Regions from separate parts of the Ovis aries genome. Here region 1 is linked to region 2. The links are chromatin contacts, called in public Hi-C maps. All regions are on one chromosome and are shown on one strand. Each heading gives the region's core, a stretch centred on a gene start, on an enhancer-like site or on the middle of the called end of the contact. The rest is flanking DNA. Distances are from core to core; before and after follow the strand shown. Region 1 has its middle 150 kb from the start of RUNX1. Region 2 overlaps RUNX1 (RUNX family transcription factor 1).

Region 1 (5,788 bases), core at 519-3,018, 320 kb after region 2:
CATGCCCTCCTCTGCGGGATCTTTCTGACCCAGGGATCAAAGCCCTGTCTCCTGCACTGCAGCTGGAGTCTTTACCACTGAGCCACCAGGGAAGCCCCTTCATGCATTCTAGAACGAAGCACTCAGAACCATAAAGGAGATCTTTATATTGATCTTAGGCAACTCTCATCAGGTTCCCTGATGAGATATGGATCGTAGTTGACTTGCTGAGCCTATTGGTCCAACTAGACTTTGGAAATGGTCCCAGAAGGCTGTTTTCTCAGGATATCAGAATGGCTGCCCACCCCTATAGGATGAGGCTCTGATAAGGATGCTGGATATTCACCATATGCTCCCCTTATAGCCCCAGGCATTCTCCCCAATCCTCTGCCCTGCTTCCTGCCCCTGGGAGGGACCTCTGTGGGGCATGACTATGTTCCTTGGGCTGCCTTGCCCTCTGGCAGGAGACTGAAGGAGGAGGGGAGAGAAAGGGCAAAATGCTTTTTTGTCCCCCTCTTCCCACCTTGCTGTAGCTCCTCTGGGGACTGGGCTGTATGGCTACATCTCCAGTGGGATGGTCCTTCTTCTGCAGCTCCAGTCTCAGCCCCTGTTTGCCTTGCTTCCTCTGACTTAGAGGTGCTAGGATCTGGGTACCTCACTATTCCTTATGAGCTTCCCAAGCTCATACATCTGTAAATAGTTACCTTCATTAAATTCTCCCATTTCCACAACTGAAGGGCAGGTCATCTTTTTCCTGGGGGTTTCCCCGGCGGCTCATCGGTAAAGAAGCTGCCTGCAGTGCAGGAAATGGGGGTTCAATCCTTGGGTTGGGAAGATTTCCTGGAGGAGAATATGATAACACACTCCAGTATTCTTGCCTGGATAATCCCATGGACACAGAAGCCCGGCAGGTTATAGTCCAAGGGTAGCTAAGAGTCAGACATGACTGAAGCAACACAGCAGGCAGGCAGGCATCTTTTTTGCTGCTAGGAGTCTAATGGTAAGCATCAAGAACTATTAGTGAGCGTTTTTACCTCCATCATGTTATTTATACCTCTATTATGTTATCCTTGGTCCATGCTCTGGAAGACGCAGTGAAGACTCTGAGCCCGTCTTTACCCTTTTCAGTCTGTGCCGCATTTCTGTGTCAAACATAGCTCCAGAGGATCCAGAGAATTCTGAGAACACCTTGTTTTGTTAGGCATTTTAGTTTTCAAAGGATTTGTCTATTCACTGAAGGAATGTTTACAACCTCTTTTGAAGCCAATCATAGGGATGGTATTAGTGTTCTTCCTATCTCATGCTTTTGCCCAAGGACGTCTCAATGGCACACGTACAACTTGCCCCCATGTTTGTGGCTTTTCTGCCAGCTCTCCTTTCCACTGAGCTGGGAGGACTCCGTTATGGATTTTCCTTTCTTGCTCCTACAGCTTTACTTTGGCAGAGGCCTGACGCAAAAAAATCCAACAATGGAATGTACCAGCTCATGCTGTAAAAGGTCAGTCCGCTTCATGGCATCCTGTGAGACACACAGAATCAGCTTAGTCAGAGCCATGTGCCATCTGACTAACGACTGGCCCTGAATTGGGCATTGTGCTGTACAGCTGGAGCAGATGGTCCCATCACTCTACAGTACCCCGTGTCAAATGAGCAATGCCCAATAGTGCCAAGAAACCCCTTGAGTAAGCGCAGAAAAATCTCCAGTGTCAGCGTGTCACAAGGGATCCTAGCACACAGGACATACTCAGCGCCCCATAACTAGACCATGTCCAAAGTCAATGGAACTTCAATTGCAAAGCGGAAGTTGTGACTGCCAAACTGGGGCAGCACAGAGTGCCAGTCTCAACTTCGTTGAAGTTTGTTTGTGCAGGTTTGGAAATCACGGAAAGGTGGATGAACCTTTGGCCAAGGATGAGGGGAAAAAAAAAAAAAAACCTTGGTTAAAGAAAGGGCAAATGGAGATAATTGTGAAAAGCAGCAAGTGTGTGGTTATTTCTACTTATGAGTATTCTGTACTCTAGGTAGTCACAGATGACTTGTTAACAAATTCCAACAGTGGTATGGATATAAATCCTGAATTAGTGTCTTTTGCAAAATGTCATTTCATGCATGTGTTAGTCACTCAGTTGTGTTCGACCATGGACTATGGTCCCCCAGGCCTCTCTGTCCAAGGAATTCTCCAGGCAAGCATACTGGCATGGGTGTGTACCATGTGCTTAGCTGTGTCTGACTCTTTGCGACCCCATGCACTGTAGCCCACCAGACTCCTGTGTCCATGGGGTTTCTCAGGCAAGAGTACTGGAGGAGGTTGCCTTTCCTTTCTCCAGGGAATCTTCCCAACCCAGGGATCAAACCTGGGCCTCCTGAATAACAGGCAGATTCTTTACCATGTAAGCCACATGGAAGCTCATTTTATACATAATGAAAAGTAAAAAGAATAACTGGTTGCCTCTGAGGGGGTGGGGATTGACTGAGAAAGGGTGTGAGAGAACCTAGCGGGTGATGGTCTTGTTCTCTATCTTGATAAGGGTTGCGTTACATACCTATCTGTGTGCATTTGTCAAAAGTTTTAGAGACTCATAAGATTTATGCATTTCACTGTAGGAACTTTTCTAAATAAATGTATATAAGCAAATATTGAGCTCTCGATAACAATATACATAAGGAAATATTTACAGATGAAGTATATCAGTGTCCAGCAATTCGCTTTAACATGCATCCTATGCATCACATCCATCTAAAAAGTGGGTATGGCTATTTTCTGTGCAATCCTTTCCATTTTTTTGTGTATTTTAAAGTTTCTGTTATTGCTCTATACAAACGAGGTAACCAACAACAATTTGTATAGCACAGGGATGTATCCTCAATATTTGGTAATACTCTGTAAGGGAAAATATGTGTATATATACACATATGTGTGTATATATATGCATATGCTCAGTCGCTTTAGTCACGTCCGACTCTGCCATCCCATGGATTATTGCCCACAAGGTTCCTCTGTCCATGGGATTTCCCAGGCAAGAATGCTGGAATGGGTTGACAATTCCTCCTCTAGGATATGTATATATCTGAATCACTTTGCTATAAACTTGAAACCAATACAAGATTGTAAATCAACTATACGCCATTAAAAAATAAAATAACTTGAAAAAAAGTCTTGGGAAAAAAAAAAGAAACACCCCATGGCTTCTCATACGGTTGAGAATATTTTAATACAAGTATTGCTTTTAAGAATTGAAGTATGCCCCATAGGATAAGACACAGGTTATCCAAAGTGAAACCAATTCTCCCAAACTAAATCTGGTTAGAAAAGCTGGTCCCTAGTCAGACACAACTCAGTGACCAAGCAACAAACAAATAAAGGGGGATGAATAAGAGCTTACATGGAAAGATACCTGAGGGTCACAGGATTGCAAGAAATGCATGATTTTGAAGAAGCTATTTCTAAAAAAAAAAAACCAAAAAACAAAAAAACAACACTTTGAGGCTAAAGGTTGATTCAATCTCTACACCTAGCAGATCCACTCCATTCCTTTGTCCTCAAACCACTTCATTCATCTCACAGATGGTCTAGAGGCGTGAATCATGCATGGGCAATGGGCAAATGTTGGACTCTGCAACACAGAATGGAGAGAATTACGGACTTACACTTTCAGATACTTCTGAACATGGTTAAACACCAGAGCCCTTCAAATTTTCAACTTTTACAGAAATGCCTACAGTTTTATTCTTTGACAGTTTGACACATTGACTCTGTTTTTGGAGAGACCATCAACAGGGTGCTTCCATCTCTCGACGTCTGGGTCTACTAATAGACTAATAACATTGCAGACAGTACCTTGTGGAATGTAGGTGTTTAATGAACATATTACAATGGATTTGGAATCCTCCAGCTGCTCCTCTGCCTGCCTGCATGCCCTTTAGACAAATGTTTCAACTCCGTGAACCTCATCTTCCTTATCTCTGCAAAACAATGGCAATAGTAACAGGTACCTTTGGAGTCATCATGAGAATCACATACGTTTAAAAAGATGTGAAATCTCTAGCAGGTGGTTGAATGAGACCCAAAAGAAACAAAAGAAGATGAATGAGAAAGTCTTTACCTGTTGGCCCAGCCTGTTGGACTGGCTTACAGTTGGGAAAGGAGAAAATGATCACGGCTAATGTTGGGTTGAAAAGTTGTTCTGGTTGAACTCGCAGAAGACAGTGGAGGAGGCCACTGCCGTGGGGAGAGCAGAAAACTGACCACAGTGTCTAGACATTTCTTGAGAATAATCCTGCTGGGGAGAGAGGGGTGAGGAGGTTATATCCCAGTACTGGGGGGTATGGAGATGAACAAAACACGTGAGTTAACAATAATCACCACGAGACAGATGGAACAGCAGGGACCCCAGAGTTCCTTGAAACGCTCTTTCCAGTTATGCTGCTATTTATACGACAACAGCCCTGATTATTAAAGAATATTATTTTATATTTCCGCCACTCTTAATTGCTTCTCATAGCTGTAATCCTGGCTGAAGGATGAAATAAAGGAGATGAGAATTAGGGAGCATGCCACTCCGGGTCAGAACACTCCTGGAAGAGTGTTCTCAGGAAAACAACAGCAAAATGCTGATACATGCATTTGATGACGTGTATGGAGATCAGCCCATCAGGCATCTCCAAGAATAGTGCTTTCCATGTAGAGTTTGGAGAGTTGCTTCTAATAACGGAACCCATTTGGATCTGTTTTATTAGCTTATTCATTCACAAAAGCGAAATCTCTTAATGGCCGTAATAAGGCAGTGTTGCAAGCTGAAGCGACTTCCTTAAAGCGGAAAATAAGCATTTTACTACAGCTGTGGACCATACTAAACAGCTTGTAATGTGCATCAACTCCCCACCCCCATCACATCCTCTGAGGACCGCAGGAAGGAAAAGGCTACTAGTGGGGAATTTTGCTAAGAAAGAAATTGGAAAGCAAACTCTTAAGAAAGCCTCTGCTCGTTATCAGAGCATGGGACTGCCAGCTATCAAAGGTGACAAAATGACAAATGACAGTTCTTGGTTAACCAAAAAAATTTTGAAAGCGATTTCCCATTCAGATTTTGCATACTAACTAATGTTGCATGGTAGAAATAGAGATGGTTGGATGGCGTTGCTGACTCAATGGACATGAGTTTGAGTAAGCTCTGGGAGTTGGTGATGGACAGGGAAGCCTGGCATGTTGCAGTCCATGGGGTCGCAAAGAGTCGGACATGACTGAAAGACTGAACGGAACTCATCAGTTATATCTGATAAGACAAGATGAGGGAATGTTACCTCATCTTCTCCCAAGTATAAAAGTATAAAAGCCCTTTGATGTCCTTGAAGATGCATGAGGCTCAAATAGTTTATTCTAATATTTCTCTAAGTCACAGGCAGCATGGTTTTTGTTTTTTTTTTTTCTCCAATAGTGTGGGACATTTTTGCCCTTGGTCAGAGAATGTTTGGGGAGATGGAGAAATTTTAATGGGCTTCCAAACCTTGTAAAAGAGAACTACTTTTCTCACCATGACTGCTCCATCTGGGAGGCCAACTTGCAATATTCAGTGGAAATTTTGTCTTGCTCCTCAGCCTTTTGGAGCTATGGAAAATTTCTGTATATTTTTTATTGAAGTGTTAAAAGGAAATACTTGTCATGTAGGCCTAAAGGAAAATTCAGGCTTTTTTGACCCTTAAAGAAATGTAGATGAAAGCATGTTAGAATATTTCAACATGAATAAACACTTTTCAGTACAATTGAAAACTTGAAATTTTGCCTTTTCTTAATCTACCCCATGACTTGGAA
Region 2 (5,721 bases), core at 237-2,736:
GCCAAGGGACCCTATCTTCTGAGTTTTGCTTTGAGAGTTTGAAGGTTCAGTCTTTGGCTGTTACAGAAGTACCCGGAGGCAAAAATTCCCATACACTTCCTAAACTATTTATGCGGAGAGCAGAAGGACCAGCAAATATAGGATTTGGACGTTCCAGTAGTTAATTGCCTGTCAGTTCTTCTTTTTTTTCCCCCCAGGTGAGTTTTGTTTAAAGTCCAAACAACAGAAAATATACGAGTGTCTTCAAATACGGCGCCACTTTTTATTCATGCAAAACTGGCTTCGGTCCTCAAAAGCGAGAGCTGAGACTTCCAAAAGGTCCTGCTTCTAATGTATGTGCACATATATATAAACATATACATATGCTCTACTTCATAAAATATTTACAATACAATCTGTAGAGAAATTAAACACAACAGAAACCCATTAATGTTCGCTGCACGTTTTTGTTTTTTTTTTTTCTTCTCTAAGTAGCCTTGAGAATCAGCTTCAGTAGTTGAAGGGCTGGGCTAGAAGGACTTGTCATGTTTTCAATAAATTCTGGCAAAATGCTCAGTTCAGAAAATTCAAGCTTTATCAAAGAAAAAGCTGATCTTAAAAAAAAAAAATCCAAGTCGATGATATTCAGGGTTCAGCTCTCCACATTTGAGAACTCGGGTTTGGGGATGTTGGTTAAGTTTGTGGCTGATCCTGTGGTTTGGTGGGAGGTGAGCTGCAGCGGAGTCAGACGCACGCAGGCACGCACTCTTCGGGAGCCAGCCGCCGTCTACATCGACTCCGGTGAGTCAGCCCCGACTTGGGCAGTAGCGAGACGAGCTTCCTCCAACGTCGCCCCAGCGCCGGCCGGGTGAACTGCCCGGACGCGCCAATTTACCCACACACCGCGGAACCGCAGCAGGTGGAGCGGGCCCTGGCGAGAAAGGCTCCGCAGCGCAGATCGCAACAGACGGGGCGGCTCGAGTTACACAAGCACGCACACTCTGCCACGCACACGCGCCACTTCACCACTCGCCACGAAGCCCGGCGCACTCTCTCCCGCTGTTGTCAAAGGACACAACCGGAGAAAAGTTCACACCCAGGAAAGAAATGGAACCATCCAGCCAAGAAACCAGTTCATTCAAAAGTAGGAAAAGGCAAAAACAACAACAAAATCCTCCCCCACACACAATTCAAAATCGAAGTTCCAACGCGGTTCTATGAAAAACAGCAAAGACTGACTTTCTTCTGGCGTCCCCAGTATCCCCAGCAAGAGATGCCTGCCGGCTCAGGGCCGGGCAGCGTGGTGCCCTGGCTGGGTCCGGCCGCGGGGCGCTCGTCCCGCCTGCGCCCGCTGGCTCTATGAATGAGAGTGCCTGGAAATGAACGTGCTTTTACTGTAAGCCCGGCCCGAGGAATTCCATTCCCTCAGCTCGTTTGCATAGGGGCGGCTGCCGGCCAATCACAGGCCTTTCCGGTATCAGGCAGGGCGCGGCTCGGTGCCGCGGGCTCCTGGAATTGGCCCGCGCGCCCCCGCCGCCGCCGCGCGCTACTGTACGCGGCCAGGGTGGAGAGTCCACCGCCAGCCAGTGCGGAGGCCACGCCGCGCTCCCCGCATCCACATACCCGCACCCACACGCTCCTACATTCGCTCGAGACCGCCATTCCGGTGCGGACGGCGGCGGCTTTGCACACTCGTGGGCTTGCGCGGCCGGCAGTCAGTCAGCCCGCCCGCCCCGGGGGGCTGCCGTGAGCGGCCGCGCCAGGGGCGGCCGTGGTTCGGAGACCCAGGAGGTGGAGCAGAAGGCCGGTCGGCCTGGAGGGACTGGGGCCGCGCGCTGAGCCGCAAATGGTCCGGGATCAGAGTCTGTCGGAGAGAAGCATCCGCGAGCCATGGAGATAGATGAAGCGGCCGCCGCTAGGCTCCCGAGACCTGGGGGCCGGGGGGCCCCAAGGCCTCCACTTTCCCGGCATGGATGGGACTCGCCGCGAGGGGGCCGGGAAGGGCCGAGGGCCCAGCCCGGGGAGCCGCTCGGCGCCGGTTGGCAGCCGCGGCGAAGTGGCGCTGATTCCTTTACTGAGACCAGACGGTGGTCGGTCTCCACGACCTGCTTTTTGTGTTGAGTTTTCTTTCTGGGTTTGTTTTCTTGGTGTTTTACGCTGCGTCTTGACGCGGCGCGCCTCGCTCAGGTGGAGTTGAGCTTAGTGGCCAGCGAAGGAGTTCCGTAGTTCAGAAGCCGCCCCCCCCCCCCCCGCCCCAAGAACAAGCGACTGGAAAGAAACTGGAAAGCCTCCGGGCGGGGTTCCCCCGCGGGGCCCAGGTCGTTTGCGCCCCGCACCCACCTCCAGCTCCCCGGAAACGGCCCCTGGGTCCACTCCCCGCCCGCGCGCGCGCGCTCGTCAGCCGCCCCGGGAGCTGAAGCCACCCCGGCTCTGCGCGCGGGCGGGAACATGCTCCCCGCTCCCGTCCCAGCGGCGCCGCGGGCATTTTCGCGGAGCTTAGAGGGGCCCCGGTTCCCCCCGCCCCACGCCACCGCCCGGCCGCGGGGCTCTCCCAGCTACACTCCGCGAGGAGTCCACTGGGTCCCTCCCTCGGGGGGAGGGCGCTCATCCACTCTCCCCCTCGCCTGGCACGGAGCCCTCCACGTCGACTTCGCCCGCCCCCGCCCCCGGGTGAGGGACCCTCCCTTCCCACTCCCCGCCTTGGTTCCCCCTGCCGATGCGCGATTTGGGGGTGCCGGACCGCTGCCGCCGGCGCCGCCGCTCCGGCTTCCCCAGGGCTCCAGCGCCAAGGGGCCTGCCAGAGGCGGGGGCCGTGGCGGGCCAGGCCTCGGAGGCCTTTCCGGGCGCCGCGGCCGCTTCCCTCGCCCCAGGCCCTGAGAGGCCGGGCGGCTCGGCGCGGGCGCCAGGGGGCAGCAGGCGCCCGGCGGCCGGCCCGCGCGCCGGGGAACGCCCCCGACGGCGCGGCTGTAGCTCCGTCCTTCTGGCGGCCTTTGGGTCTCCGGTAGGAACTTCAGCTGGGGAAGAAGCGAAAGGAGAAACGGCGACCGGATCCTGCCTGCGCGGCCCCGTTCCGCCCCCCGCCCCGCTATCCCAACGGCCGGGAGGGCAGCAGGGGAACCTTCGCGCAGGGGTCCGGGCTGTCCCGACCCGCGCGTATCGGGGTCTTTTTTTCCCGAAATCCCTTGGCCGTCCCCACCATCGGCTGGTCCCAAGCAGTAGGGGCTGGGGGCGTCCCGGGCTCCCTGCGGCAGGCCCCCTGCTTCCTGCCCCGCATCTCGCCCGGTGCGCCCGTCCCCTCGCTCCGAGAAACCTGGGACATTCCGGAACTTCCAGTATTCAGCTGTATTTTGTTTAATGGGTCTGAGGGTTGAGGGGAGTCTCAGAAAACGCCCTTGTATTTTTCTTTAAAAGTGATTTTTGAAGAAGCCTCATTTCAAACATTGCAGGTGTAAAGACACCCCCCCCCCCCCACAACAGTCTTCTCTCCACCCGGGCCGAGCGATCCCAAATAGCGAGCAGTCCCCAGACAATCCCCAGACAACCCCCAACCCCCCGCCCCGCCACACACACCCCGTCTGCGCCGGAGCCCCGGGGCCACACAGTCTCTCTTCTGCGCCCGGGCTCGACGCTGCCCGCTCTAGAGGCGAGTTCGGGCTGAGTGAAATCTTTCTGCTTGGGCTCGAGTGTATTTCCTCAGGAGCCGATCAAGTGCATCCCCATAGACCCCCTAGGACCGGGTCTGGGGTGACTCGAGTGTGGTGTAGGCAAAAATGGGCTCTATCTCGGAGGATGTAGCGGTCGGGGGGTGGGGGATAAGCCGCCTGCTCGGAAAGCTCAGAGAAAGCTCCATTGGGGCTGCGACCGTTTGCCTGAAACCCTCAACCGTGCGAAGGGCCGCGGGCGCCCCACGCAACGCGGTCTTCCAGGTGGGGATCAGGTTTCCTTAGTAAGAGAAGAGGATTAGCGATAGATGCACCCGGTTCAGACGCTGTTTAGCTCAGAATCTCAACCAGTAAAGCCCGAGTTCGAACTCCAACAAGGACAGTAGCAGCAGGGAAAGCTGCTGCTGATTTTATTTGAGTGGGGCCGCCGGGCATTTGGGGTTCTCAGGACCTTGCGCAGGCTGTAACTGCGCTAACGGGGTGCACGCTTGAAACCCAGCAATAAAACACACCGCCCCTCCTTATCGAGGAACTAAAATGAATGGAAAGCTGGCAGCCTGGGACTCAACTAAGAGGGTATCGCGAACCCCTTGATCTAAGGGGCTTTGTACATATAGCGTATGGAGTTGGATGTACTCTTTTTCCACCAGGAGCGCTCATTTAAGGGGCTATATAGAATTTCCCTTCCCTTGCTTCTCTAAGAGAAAAGGAAAGGAAACATTTCTGTATACACTCGTAGTGTTCCCCTGGAATAATACTAATATTTGCTTTTGTCAAAACACAGTGCAAAAATTACAACGAAGCAATATGTTGGGCGGATGGATGCTGTGTGACAGTTTCTTCCAAATTTGCTGCATGGGGGAAATTTCCAAAAGGCTCCTAGTTGATTGAATGAAATGTGAGTTCTCACAGTGAATTGAAAAATCAGTATTTACTTAGCTGGAAGGGGAAAATAAAACAATTTCACTGGAAAACAGCTTATTGACATTTTTTTTCTACAACTTTAAGTAAATATATAATGATGGGGGTCTCAGAAAACATTTAAATATTACACATTTTTTACTCTTTCAAAACGCTCTCAAAAATAAGAATCTCAACCATTCTCTTAAAATCCCCTCTGTAATATATTTCTAAAATTACATTCCTAAAAATGCAACATTTCTAAAAGAATTATTTCTGTTTTCAGTGACCATTTTAATGAAAATAAAAAGCAGAGAATGTATTTTGCTAGAGGTGGACCACATTAGTTGGTACTAATGGCACAGGGAATGAGAACAATTTTAATGGAGACTAACATACATGTAAATGTATGTATAATACACATGGTCCGGTTTTCAACATTGGAATTTAAATAATTAAACATCCCTTTCTCCCTGTGGATTTGAGATGATTTCACTTTTGAAATATAATTACTTTGGGGGACCAGGTTCCTTTGTTTTTTCACTACATTCTTCCTCTGTGTGAATGTTTCCATGGGATCCTGTGGTTGATATATGACTATTTCACTAACTTTGTAAATCAGTTTACAATTCACAAGTAACAAACTGAGAAAGAATTTAAATTAATCTTTTTAAAAGTTAAGGATGCTTAGTAAGCATTTTGCTCATAAAAATTTTACATTAGCACTGCTATAGCAAAAGTAATAAAGTTATAACACATAGAAGCCAAGCTTTTTTTTTTAGAGAGAGTGAGTTGTATAGAGTCATTTAATAACAGCACAACGCACCTGTGGTAAACGCTGTAGAAACGAGGGTATCATTTAAGGTTTCATTGGAATGTTTTATATGTTTGACATTTACAATACGGAAAACAGCTTTTAAATATTTTTGAATCAGCAAAAAAAAAAGTCTTGATTATTTGGGTTAATAGAGATACATGTATAAAATGTCATATATATGCACATGTGAATATGCATGTAAAGAATATAATTTGGAATCTAACATACCGTGAACGTCTCTAGATGGATTCATTCCGTGAACACATTCTGAAAGAGTAGAAAATAGGAAAATAAAAATAATTGTGTGAATATATTGACAGCAAACACCAAATTTACTGAAGTTGATTAATTGTAGTTGGAACC

Evidence for each region. Hi-C and Micro-C count contacts between places; a contact is called where the count stands out from the background.
Region 1: a contact with region 2 is called in a Hi-C map of liver, with 5 times the contacts expected there. The contact joins two enhancer-like sites. A contact is called at or near these places in 2 of 16 Hi-C or Micro-C datasets (liver and skin fibroblasts).

The regions. Positions count from the first base shown.
Region 1 is chr1:268,025,308-268,031,095 of ARS-UI_Ramb_v3.0, forward strand. No RefSeq gene overlaps it. Among named protein-coding and RNA genes, the nearest start is that of RUNX1, 150 kb to the left of the region's middle. Within about 2 kb of position 1,769, at least 7 of the 54 cell types and tissues checked have an H3K27ac peak or open chromatin away from gene starts, as enhancers often do. A contact at or near this core is called in liver, where this site is marked.
Region 2 is chr1:267,704,120-267,709,840 of ARS-UI_Ramb_v3.0, forward strand. It overlaps RUNX1 (RUNX family transcription factor 1), which reads right to left. Exons shown (of 8, transcript XM_042238225.2): 3 at 5,587-5,625. Among named protein-coding and RNA genes, the nearest start is that of RUNX1, 170 kb to the right of the region's middle. Within about 2 kb of position 1,487, at least 38 of the 54 cell types and tissues checked have an H3K27ac peak or open chromatin away from gene starts, as enhancers often do. A contact at or near this core is called in liver, where this site is marked.